Regions from separate parts of the Sus scrofa genome. Here regions 2 and 3 are each linked to region 1. Evidence: chromatin contacts called from public Hi-C and HiChIP or PLAC-seq data. All regions are on one chromosome and are shown on one strand. The core of a region is the stretch at or near the end of the contact, and the rest is flanking DNA. Distances in the headings are between cores, read along the strand shown. Region 1 holds the start of AFF1 (AF4/FMR2 family member 1). Region 2 holds the start of KLHL8 (kelch-like protein 8). Region 3 holds the start of LOC100520923 (estradiol 17-beta-dehydrogenase 11).

Evidence for each region. A called contact is a pair of places that touch in the nucleus more often than the background predicts. HiChIP or PLAC-seq counts read pairs in DNA pulled down with a chosen protein or histone mark.
Region 2: a contact with region 1 is called in a Hi-C map of embryonic fibroblasts, with 2.1 times the contacts expected there. The contact joins the promoter of KLHL8 here to the promoter of AFF1 in region 1. A contact is called at or near these places in 1 of 5 promoter capture datasets (liver), 20 of 47 Hi-C or Micro-C datasets (adipose tissue, alveolar macrophages, embryonic fibroblasts and 11 more) and 2 of 2 datasets of contacts at active chromatin or transcription factors (alveolar macrophages and skeletal muscle).
Region 3: an H3K27ac HiChIP or PLAC-seq map of alveolar macrophages shows a contact between it and region 1. The contact joins the promoter of LOC100520923 here to the promoter of AFF1 in region 1. A contact is called at or near these places in 1 of 5 promoter capture datasets (fetal liver) and 1 of 2 datasets of contacts at active chromatin or transcription factors (alveolar macrophages).

Annotation. Positions count from the first base shown.
Region 1 is chr8:131,923,340-131,926,575 of Sscrofa11.1, reverse strand. It overlaps AFF1 (AF4/FMR2 family member 1), which reads left to right and starts at 1,762. Exons shown (of 21, transcript XM_021101783.1): 1 at 1,762-2,020.
Region 2 is chr8:131,631,732-131,635,471 of Sscrofa11.1, reverse strand. KLHL8 (kelch-like protein 8) reads right to left here and starts at 1,301. Exons shown (of 10, transcript XM_021101776.1): 1 at 1,110-1,301.
Region 3 is chr8:131,470,485-131,474,251 of Sscrofa11.1, reverse strand. It overlaps LOC100520923 (estradiol 17-beta-dehydrogenase 11), which reads right to left and starts at 1,670. Exons shown (of 9, transcript XM_021101772.1): 1 at 300-1,670. It overlaps NUDT9 (ADP-ribose pyrophosphatase, mitochondrial), which reads left to right and starts at 1,468. Exons shown (of 11, transcript XR_002346876.1): 1 at 1,468-1,670; 2 at 3,040-3,104.

The sequences.
Region 1 (3,236 bases), core at 513-3,012:
AAAATAAAATGATCCAACTTTCACTGTCAACATCATTTACTAAGTTGACTACAGCTTGAAGGCAGTAGGAGATATTATGGGATTAAGAACACAACAAAGGAAAACGTTTTAGACAGGAGTAGTAAAAACTTTCAGATTATAAATTATGACTAGGCTTATATATAATTGACAATGAAATGTGTTTATGCCATCTCAAAAAGATGAAAATATGTGTTATGATTAGAATAGGTGTCAATCCTGTTAGGAACATTTACCTGCACAAACACGGGTCCTCAGGTGTGACTGCTTTCCCACCCAGCCCGGAAAAGACCTCCTTAGCTCTCATCCAGAGGCACACCAAGCCTCACCAGGGGCGCATAGATTATTTTCGCTGTTAAGGTCAATCCAATCAGTATCATCATGGGGGCATAGGGAGTAGGGAGAAAAGTTATATTTTGGAAAACAATCCATGGGAAATTATCAAGCAGCCAAGTTTAGTTTGGAAATGCAAATATCTGTCACTTAGTTTTCAAACCCTGTGCAAGCAGACAGTGAAGGCGTGATGAGGGGGAAAAGCAACAGCAACAATCACAAAAAAGAAAAGAAAGAAAGAGAAATGGAGAAGAGAGAGGCTATGAAAGGGAATTCTTTTTCGTAGTCTGTCTTAGGGGATTTATTGTCACTGAGTTTTTTTTAATTTTTAAATGGAAGTAGAGTTGATTTACCGTGTGTTAATTTCTGTTGTGCAGCAAAGCGATTCAGTTATATGTATACACATTCTTTTTCATATTCTTTTCCCTATGGTTTATCTCAGGATATTGAATATAGTTCCCTGAGCTATGTAGTAGGCCCTTGTTCCTTATCCGAAGGGGGTTATTTTCATACACGGTACTAATTTGCATTTACATCATGTTACGTTTGAGTAAGGTGATTTCTTTCATCCAAATTATTTCACCCATTTAAAACTATTAAGATACTGGGGAAAAGCCTGTCAGGGCCATTTGATGTAATCTTTCCGCCTCTCCTTCAGGCAGGAAGGTGCGATGACGCAGAGAACTCAGCATGTGTTCTTTCCTTGGTGTGTTCACAAAAGGGATCCGGTAGCAACTTAACCAGACATGAGCTTTCCCTTCGTTTGGATCTGTTTGCCAAAGCCCCAGTACCCACTGGAATTTTCTGGGGTTGGGCTGCTGGAGAACAACCACCGAAAGGCTGGATGCAGGAGACCGGTTTCCCGTGCCACTTTGAAGCTTGTGACACTGGGCACAATACTTATTTTCGGCTCTTCGGTTTCAGTATTTGGGAAAGGGCAGCAATAATATGTCTGTTTTATTAGGTTGTTGTGAAGATGAGACAGGCCTGTGTGTGAGTGAAAAGCCCTTTATAAACCGTAAAACCCTCTCCAGATGTTGGCTATCATCGCCTTTAAAGGACGCAGAATCTGTTTCAATTGCATAGGAGACTGCAAAAAGACTCCTTGACACTTTTAGTCACAACTTGACCCGAAGCTTAATCTCGCTGTAAATCGAAAGGGTTCTTGCGCCCCAAACCAGCCCGGGACAGGGTCACCCAGGCCGCCGGAGCGGTCCCTGCGGTATTCCACCCGGAGAGACGGCTCGCCCTCCACCTCCCACTGGTCTCCCGGGGAGGGCCGCGCCGCTCCTTTCCGTCTGGGCGGTGCCAGCTGGAGGGCGTGGCCCGGGCGGAGCGGAGGCGCGCTGGGGGCGTGGCCTCCACGGGAGGGCGTGGCCTCGCCTCCCCGGCGTTCCTGGGCCGCCCGCAAGCCCGGCTTGCCTGCCAGCTAGCGGACGGGCGCGCGGCTCCTGCGCACTCGGCCTCCGCCTGCGCGCGTCGCTGGCACAGCTGCGTTCTCGCCTCCGCGGCTGGGAGTGGGGTCCGGCGCGAGCCGCCGCTCAGCTTCGGGAGCACACACTCCCCGGCGCTCTCCGCACCAGCGCCCCTTCCCGACCACATCAGGTCCGGGGCGGGCGAGGGCGGCGAGGGCGCACGACCCGAGACTGCAGGACTAAGGGTCTAGAAGGTAAGCAGAACCCTGCGCCCCCCGGGCTGGGGAGGGGGTGGGTCATCCTGGCCCGAACGCCGCGGCCTCTGACTTCTGGGAAGCCCAAGCTCTCTTCCTCCTCGCTGCCGGCTTCCCAGCACGCTGACTCAAGTCGCTGGCGTTCCCACTTTTCCGGTGGGAACCTTCGGGGAGAACGGGCGAAGGAGACGCAGAGCTCGCACCACCCTTACTTAGAAATCTCCAGCAGGTAGCATCTAGAAAAACTGGGGAGGGAAACACAGGCAGAGACCTATCCTCCTCCCCCTCTCCCACTCCCCAAAATCAACCATCTGCCTGTGCGCCCCGAGTCTTGAGGAAAGATGTTCGGTTGTTGTAACCTGGTCCCCGGGTTGCATAATGGAAGAGTCCCAGAAGTTTCTCTGGGAGGTAAAAGCAGGGCTTTTCTCTCCTCCATTCCGCCCCCCCCGTCACCCCTCCCCCCTGCGTCTAGTAGAGAGAGATTAGTGGTGCCAGTCCCTTCAAATGGTGGTTGGGATGGAGGTGTGTCTGGTGGTCCGCAGCCTCCGGAAACGGAGGGCAAAAGTTGGAGACACCTTCTGAGACTTGCTCCTGGCGCAGAGGGAAACGGCGTCTGCAGAACATGGATCTGGTTAATTTCCCTTGAGGATCGTTTGTTCTTGGTGTCTGATCCTCTCACTGCCTGCGGCACACGAGCCCTCGGACTTTGCGAGCGCCGGGGTCGGCGAATTACGTGGGGGAAGCGAGTTATAGGAAGCGTACTTTAACGTGTTGGTAGTTAGGTTAATGAAGCTGCGAGGGACCTTCCGGGGTCTTGATACTTTCCTCCTAGGTTAGTCTTGTAGCAGTTTCCTTACACGGCCCCCACATTGTTATGCAAATTGTCCCTGGAAGACCCTTGGCTTTGGAAGTGGAGATGTGTCCTAATCTTCCGGGAGCCCTTCTCTGTTGGGGGGTGGAGTGGGGGTGGGGAAGGCCTTGCAGACGAAGTTTTGTTTTTTTAAGGATGGGGTGCGGTCATTTTAACCCTGTTGGTGCACGTTGGAGGCGCGGGTGGGCATGGGGGATGACATACCGTCGAGAAACGCGACCAGATTTGAAACTTTAAAGGCGAAGCCATACGTGAAGGCGAAGACCCAGTGTTCCTTGAAACGGGTGCAAGGTAAAAGGGCTCAGGAACTGAGCCACAGAAACCTTGGGCAAGGACCTGGCCTGA
Region 2 (3,740 bases), core at 52-2,551, 290 kb after region 1:
TAAAGGGCCACACATAGCTATTAATACAATTAAAAGGAATAACTGCTGCGGGAGGTTCGTTCCCAGCCCCCCTAGCGGGTTAAAGGATCCCTTCCTGCCGCAGGTGCGGCTCATTTTCCATCCCTGGCCCGCGAGTGCATCCATAAAGTAAAAACTCAAAGAAACCAGTAGAGAGGAAAGGAATACTGAGAAGAGTTCGATTTTCTACGAAAAGTCACCTGATCGCTGCCAGGTGGGAAAACACATGAAAAGCTTTTCAAACTCAGGCGCCCGAGCGCTGGGACGGTGCAAACCCAGCAAAGGGCCAGCCCCGGGCTAGAAAACTCGAACCGTGTGGACAAGCTAACCAACAAGCTAACTAAGCCCAGAACTGAGTGGAAGGAGGCAAGAGCTGGCACCAGCGGCTGTAAAACAACTCCATCGAGCCGCTGCGTGCTGGAAAAGAGGCTGCAGTTTCTGGTGTCACATCGATCCGGGCTCCACCCCCGCGGATGGTCCACCTGGCGCGGGCTGCTAAGCCCCCAGCACCCGCCAGGCCGACCCGCAGCGGGCCCCGCGGACCCGCCAGTGCCCCTCAGGTGGGCCAAGCCGGGACGGGCGGCTCACCCCCGGACGCGCTGCCAAAGCCCCCGGGGCGGGCAGTCCCGGGGCGCCGCTCCCCCCGCCGCGACCCCGCGCGCGGAGCCGCGAGGCAGCCCGCCTGCCCCGCCCCCACAGGCCGCGGGTCCCGCGGGCCGCCCTCCCCGACCCCGACCCCGCGCCCGCCGCTCGGCGCGGAGGGTGCCCGGACCCCGCCAAGCACCTGCCTGCTCCTCTCTTTCCTTCCCCCGGGGGCACCGGAGCGAGTCCGGGGGTCGCGGGGAGGCTGACAGAGGCTGCGGTTCCCCTCGCGAAAGGCGACCCCCTTTCTCCCGCCAAAGGGGGCGACAGAAACCGTGCAGCGGTTTCATGGGCCCAAACCCCGTCCGCTGTGGAGTTTGGGTTACGGCTCGCAGGGCTGGAGTTTCCCCGCGCCCCCGATGTGGGGCTCGGGGGAGGGAGGACCTGGCGTCAGCGCACCGCACCGCACAAAAGAAGAGGCGACTGAGGGGGCACGGGCGTCGGGTTACCTCGGTCCTCGGCTCGCCCCCCGGCTCCGTCCCTCCCGGCCTGGCCAACGCTGCAGCCGGCCGAGCAGCTTCCCGCAGCCGCCAGCTGCGCCGCACCAGCCCCGCGTGAGCAGCCGACGGACGCGCGCTCTCTGGCGCGGCCCCGTCGAGCCCAGCCGGCGCCCGGCGTCCTCTCGCCCCCGCCCCCGGTGCTGTGGCCTCAGGGGCGGGGCGAGGAGCGCGCGCCTGCGCACAGCACTCTGGGAAGTGTGGTTTTCAATGACCTCCCGGGGGACCGCTCCCGCCCCCGCCCCCACGCGCTCTCCCAGGTCGCTCACCGTGGGTGGTGGGGTTTTTTACCCCACGGCGAAGGTTATCCTGCCCGAGGCTGGCAGATCAGGGCCTAGGGGACGTCCTGAAAACACATTTTTGGGTAGGCCACCGCGTAATGCCCCCGGAGTTTTCCGTTTCTTTACTTCTTTGGCAGTTCAGTAAGTGCCCTCCTGCTGGAGGTCGAGAGTCAGGGTTTATGGCTTTGAAAGGAAAAAGGTGCTTCTCCTTTCATTCCCATCACTTTCTCCACCTGCTCTACAGAGGCTATACAAAACAGCTGGTGTATATAAATACATACCCACAGTTGATAAGCCTAAGGAAGCAGTTGATTGATCTAAGCACTCACTGCTAAAAACAATTGCAAGCAAAAATGATGTTGAAATAAACTAATTTTTCAGTAAAATGTAAGCAGGGAAAGAGTAAGCAAGAGCAAAGAAAAAAAAATTGAAGAAGGATATTCTCCTAAATGTGGCTTTTGTTAGAGCCACCTCAAATTTTCACACCAGGAATCTATTTCAGAATAAATTCCAACTTAAAGTTTATAAATATTAATATATAGGTTTGTATTGATTTTGCTAGAGTTATTTTCCCCCCAACATAAGCATCTTATGTAAAAACCCCGAAATGACTATTTCGAATTTGAAATTTTAGTTCCAGAGGGAAGAAAATAATCCCCTTTCTTTTAAATAGAAATAAATCTTTTTTTTTTTTTTTTTCTTTCGCTTTTTAGGGCTAAACCTGCAGCATATAGAGGCTCCCAGGCTAGGAGTTCCTGTCATGGCTCAGTGGTAAACCAACCTGACTAGTATCCATGAGGACAGGGTTCCATCCTTTGCCTTACTCAGTGGGTTAAGGATCTGGCATTGCCGTGAGCTGTGGTGTAGGTCACAGAGGTGACTCAGATCTGGCGTTGCTGTGGCTGTGGCTTAGGCCAGCAGCTACAGCTCTGATTTGACCCCTGGCCTGGGAACTTCCATATGCCAGGGGTGCAGCCCTAAAAGAACAACAACAACAAAATGCTTGTAGAATAGAACTGCTCTTTTTCCTCTGCTAATTGCCATAAACAAAATAACAGACTACTTGTAGTTACTAACCACGTCAAAGAAATATACGCCATAGTTCAATATGATTACCATTTATCTTTTCAAGTATATTTAGTGAGCATCGACTCTGCCAGACGCAGAGCTAGGAATTGGGATGAACTGAATAGTACCTGCCCTTGGGGAGATTTAAGATCTAGTGGAGATGGATAACTAAACAGATAATCAGTAAAAGCGTATGCAAGCGTGCCAAGAGGAGTGGGGAGCATATAAGGTATACCAGTCTAGAGCATTTTGTTTGGAGAGGGGAGTCAGGCAAAAATTCTGAAAATTAAATGTAATTCTCAAACCAAACAATAAACTGAGGGAAAAGTTCTTCCCTAAGATGTGATATATCCATAACAATGTTCTCAATTATTTTAAAAAATAGATGTCTTACAAAACAAGATACACCTCGATGGGCTTCAGGACCCGCTACACCGAAATATGGCATCTTGGCATATGAGTATCTTCAACTGAAGGAATTTGAGAAAATATCAGAAGCAGGAAGTCACTCTGCTCCCCCCCCCCAACACTGCTCTTCCAAAAACAGATCAACGAAACTCCCATATAAAAGTTACCCTCCGTATACCAGAAGGAAGACATTCTTATTGCCAGAGATGGAATTTAGGGCCAAGAAGGCTGGATAAATACACTTTTTAAAACTAACCCTTGTCTTCCTAGCTACTTCTTTGTCATTTACCAACCCTAGCCCAAAGCCGATTGTCTTATCAATTCTTCACAAATGTATTGTTGCTTTGTCAAAAAGATGTGAAAGCTTCCTGCTCTGGTCACTTCTTTGGGTCTTCATTCTCTGATGAAGTCTCCCATGTACATGTAAAAATTCAGTAACAATTAGATGCTTTTATGCTGTTACTCCGCCTTTGTCCGTTTCATTTTCACACGTAGGCAGAGACCCCAGAGAGTCAAGGAAAAGATCTTTTGCTACAACCTCAACTGAAAGAACACACGCTTCCTAAATACAGCAGATACCTTCTTAGCTTTTATTCATTCCTCCCTAGCTCCGTTTGAGAATTAAGGACTAGCCTTAATAAGTAAGGACCTTTCGTCAGACTCCATCCCTTCCCTACAGATCCCTGAATTAAAACCAAAGAGGATCTGCGATCTGTTGGCTCAGTGGCTATTGTGCTTTGTTCCAAATGAACTGCAATGTTTTAACTTCCGTTAAAACATTTGCATTTTAAGTCTTTAACTCTAATCCTGGAATAAAAGGCTTTAT
Region 3 (3,767 bases), core at 421-2,920, 450 kb after region 1:
GGCCTTAAGCTGCTAGAAGCCATAATGAGGTGATGAAATAAAATTTATATTTTAGGGCAGGAAGAGAAAAAAATTCAACATAAAAATTTCTGTTTGTCTGGGCCCCCCACCCCACCAGCAATGTGCAGTGTGCGTCTGCATTACACATTAAAGAGAACTCCTCAAAGATGGGAGTGCCTACTCAACTGTAAAGATCAATTTTTTTTCTTCTGTTTTTAATTCTGACGCTAGTAACTTCTTAAAAAAACATGGGGGGGGGTTGGTCATAGGGACTCCACGCTCACTTAACAAGTGCTTACCTGGACTATGCATCCTTGGTGAACTTTATGTAAAGTATCAGTATGTCATTATGATGTATAATCCTTTGACTCAAAAATGTATACGACCATGCCTTTGACTTCTAACACAACAGTCCTCAGAGCTTTCTGAGGCTCTGCTTCCTGTGTTACAATCCGTTAACTTGACTCAAATAAAATCCCCCTTTTTCTTCTTGATAGTTAATTGAATTTTCTTGGACAAGTTTGGTCGAGTCTTAATGCAGAGGTTCAGATGGGTCCTTCACATGCCAAGAGTTTTACAGTCTTCAGAACAGTTATTAAAGTTTGATAAATCTACCTTTTAAGATGCTCGAAAGTTTTATGTCTGTGTCAACAGTGGATTGTGTATTTAATGGTTAAATACGTGCACATTAATAAGATAATGACTATCGAACATGAAAAACCAGCTGTTTTGGACACTCCTGATTTCCAATGTCCAGTTTGCAGTGTGAATAATTCCTTCCTATCTCGGGGGTGGCCCTCTGTTCCTCCTGCAGGATATGTGCCTATTTCACAGCCGGCTTCCTCTTCGGAGGTTTGCCAGGGCCACACAAGTAAGGCCTTGTGAAATGTACCCACTGCAGTGAACAACCTGGTAAACAGGGAAGAGAAAAGCCTCACACACGGGACTGCAAGTCTCTTGCCTACTTTCTCTCCCTGTCGTCACTTATAATAAGTTCAGCTACGACTAAGACAAGCGGGATTCACGTCTAGGCCAGCTGCCTGGAACCCGGTCCGGCCTAAAAAACCAGGGCCTCGTCGGAGGTTTACAGACACACTTCTCTCTCAATGCCCTTACTTTCTTCCCCCTTCCAGCTCCTCGTCTTCTTTCACTTTCCCCTTTCTCTCCCGCTCTCTCCGCCGCCGACGGGCCCCGCAGGACGCCGGAGCCCAACCCGCACGTCCAGAAAGCTCGCGTTACCAAGCCAGCCGTGTCTTTGCTTTGCGGCGGGGTCGTAAAGTGCCGTCACGCACCGGAAACGGCGCGGCCCCAGGAGCCGTATCCCCGTGGTGGGGGCTGGGCGCAAGGGCGTCGCTTGAGGGTCTCGCGGGTCCGTCCCTTCGGCAGGGCTTCCGGGCCCTGGGTGTTGATGAGACGTGGCCACGCCCTCTCCAGAACCGGAAGGCGGCCGGGTCCTAGTGCCCGCTGGACACGCAGGGCCCGGGCTCGGGGCTGAGGGGCGGGCGGAGGCTGCGGCCCAACCAAGAGCGGCTCTCGCTCCGCGCTTTTTCCCGCGGGCCGCTGATGGCCGGACGCGTCCTGGGGAAGACGTTAGCCACCGTGTCTCTCTCTGTGGCCTTGGCCTCTGTGACGCTCAAGTCCTTGGGCTGTTGCAGCCTCACGACGTGCAGGTATTCGCTCTTACGGTGCGGGCTCCTTCTTCCGAGCCCGTGGGTTGTGGGCGGGAACCAACGCTTGGTGGGGTGGTTTCAGTAGGCTTCGCCTGCGTCAGGGGTTTTTATAGCCGTATGTACATTTTTTACTTTTTAATTAATTAATTAATTAAGTCGTGGTGGCAGCATGTGGAAGGTCCCAGGCCAGGGATTGAACCCGAAATGACAGCTGGGACCTGAGCAGGGCGAGATCCTTAACTGCTAGACCACCAGCAAACTCCATCCACACATTTTTTAAAAGGCTCTAAAATGTCTTACCTGCCTTTTGAGAAAAACAAATAGTAATATCTTTTTTTATGATACAAGAAATTTGCCGTCCTCCATGAGTCCCTAACACTATTTTCTCCAGAAAATTTAAATAGCTCTGGTTTGGGTGTGGTGGTGTCCCGTGGCTTTTTTTTTTTTTTTTTTTCCCCAGTTAATTCTTAAAATATTATTAAAATTAGTACATTTATGTAGTTTAAAAACGTGAACAGTATAAACGCTGTAAAGTGAAAAATACGAGTCATCATTTTTCTACATTTCAGTGTAGATAATAGATTTATTATATACTCTTTAAAAAATTTGCTTTAAAATTTAAAATTTGCTTTTAAAAAATTTGCTTTAAATCTAGGGATTTGTGATATCCCACACTGCCTCCTCCTTTTATTCCTCTCTCCTTTTGGTTTCTAAACATGATGCCCTAGGTACCATGCCCATGCTAGCTAGGCACAGAGTAATAAACAGGTTTTATGAGGCTGCCTCTAGGAGTGTGTGTACTTAATTTTTTTTTGCTTTGCACGGCAGGGCAGTTTTACTTTCGCACAAGGGAGTTTTCTTCTCTCCCCCCCCCCCCCTCACCGCCCCCCTTCCCCGGCAGGCCATTCTTTTGTCCTGTCCTTTTTTCCCTGAAACTCCAGTGTAGCTTTTGGATTTTCTGGATGGAGCCGCTGTTGCTCTTTCTCTCTAATTTTCCATTGGTTTGTCTTTTGCTATGATGCTCTTAGTGATTTTCTTCAAATTTATCTTCTAGGTTATTCATTTAGACTTCAGCCCTGGGCACTGTTAGTCAGCTCTTCTTCTGAATTGTAGATTGTGCCAAGAACTTTTTTTCCCTAACTGCTTTCTTTAATAGCATCCTTTTCTTGTTTTATGGCTGTAAGAAGTCTTTTGAATCTATACAAATGATAATGAGAATAAAAACTCATCTTCTCTTTCCTGAATTGCCTGTTTTGCATCAGTGGTTCTGTTTCTTTTTGGTAGTTTTTCCTTCTGTTTTTTCTCAAACCTCTGGTGGATGCCAGTTATCGATATTTTGATAATTAATGGGCATATTCTCTCTAAACAGGAAGACTGAGTGAGTGTGGGCTCCATGTACCAGTGGACATAGACAGGAAGGTTTCAGGTGAGCAGGTAGGTAGCAGGTGACAGGCTAAGAACCTCCCCCTTGCCCTTCCATTCCGGGCTGTACACCAGTGGGGCGCCTTCTCTGTTGAGCGTGGCTGCTTTCACTTTATTTCCTCCCTGAATCATAGAGGTGTTAAACCTGGGTTCCTGCTGTATTCTCTAATACCAGTGTTCACAATGGAGACCATGGTCCTTCCTTAGTCTGCTAACAACTTTTGCCGAACTTTTGTTTGGAGGGTGGGAGGGGAGGGAGAAGAACTGATTTCCATGGTTACCGTCCTGCTGCCCACTCAGGACACTTGGGCCCACCTACTTCAAGCTTGAAACCTCTTCCGCCTCCTCTTGTGGGAAGGGCATCTCTCCCTCACCCTTTTGTGCATATTCTCAAATCTAATTGGTTCTGCTTTGCTTTTGTAGGTCAATATGATTCTGCCTACTTTTTATATTCCTGAAATTAGTTAAACTCTCTCAGTCACCGGCAGTGGCCTAGTCTCTTCTGCTACAGATTTTGTTGCCTTCTTATACAACTTTATTTCTTTTCAGTGGGGTTTGGGAAGGGAAGCGATAAACATGTAAGCCCTCTGGAAGTCACTGATGTGATTTTTGATAGCTACCACTGGAACAGCGTAAAATTGCTTGGCAGTTATTCTTCATTTTTATAATGCTGGG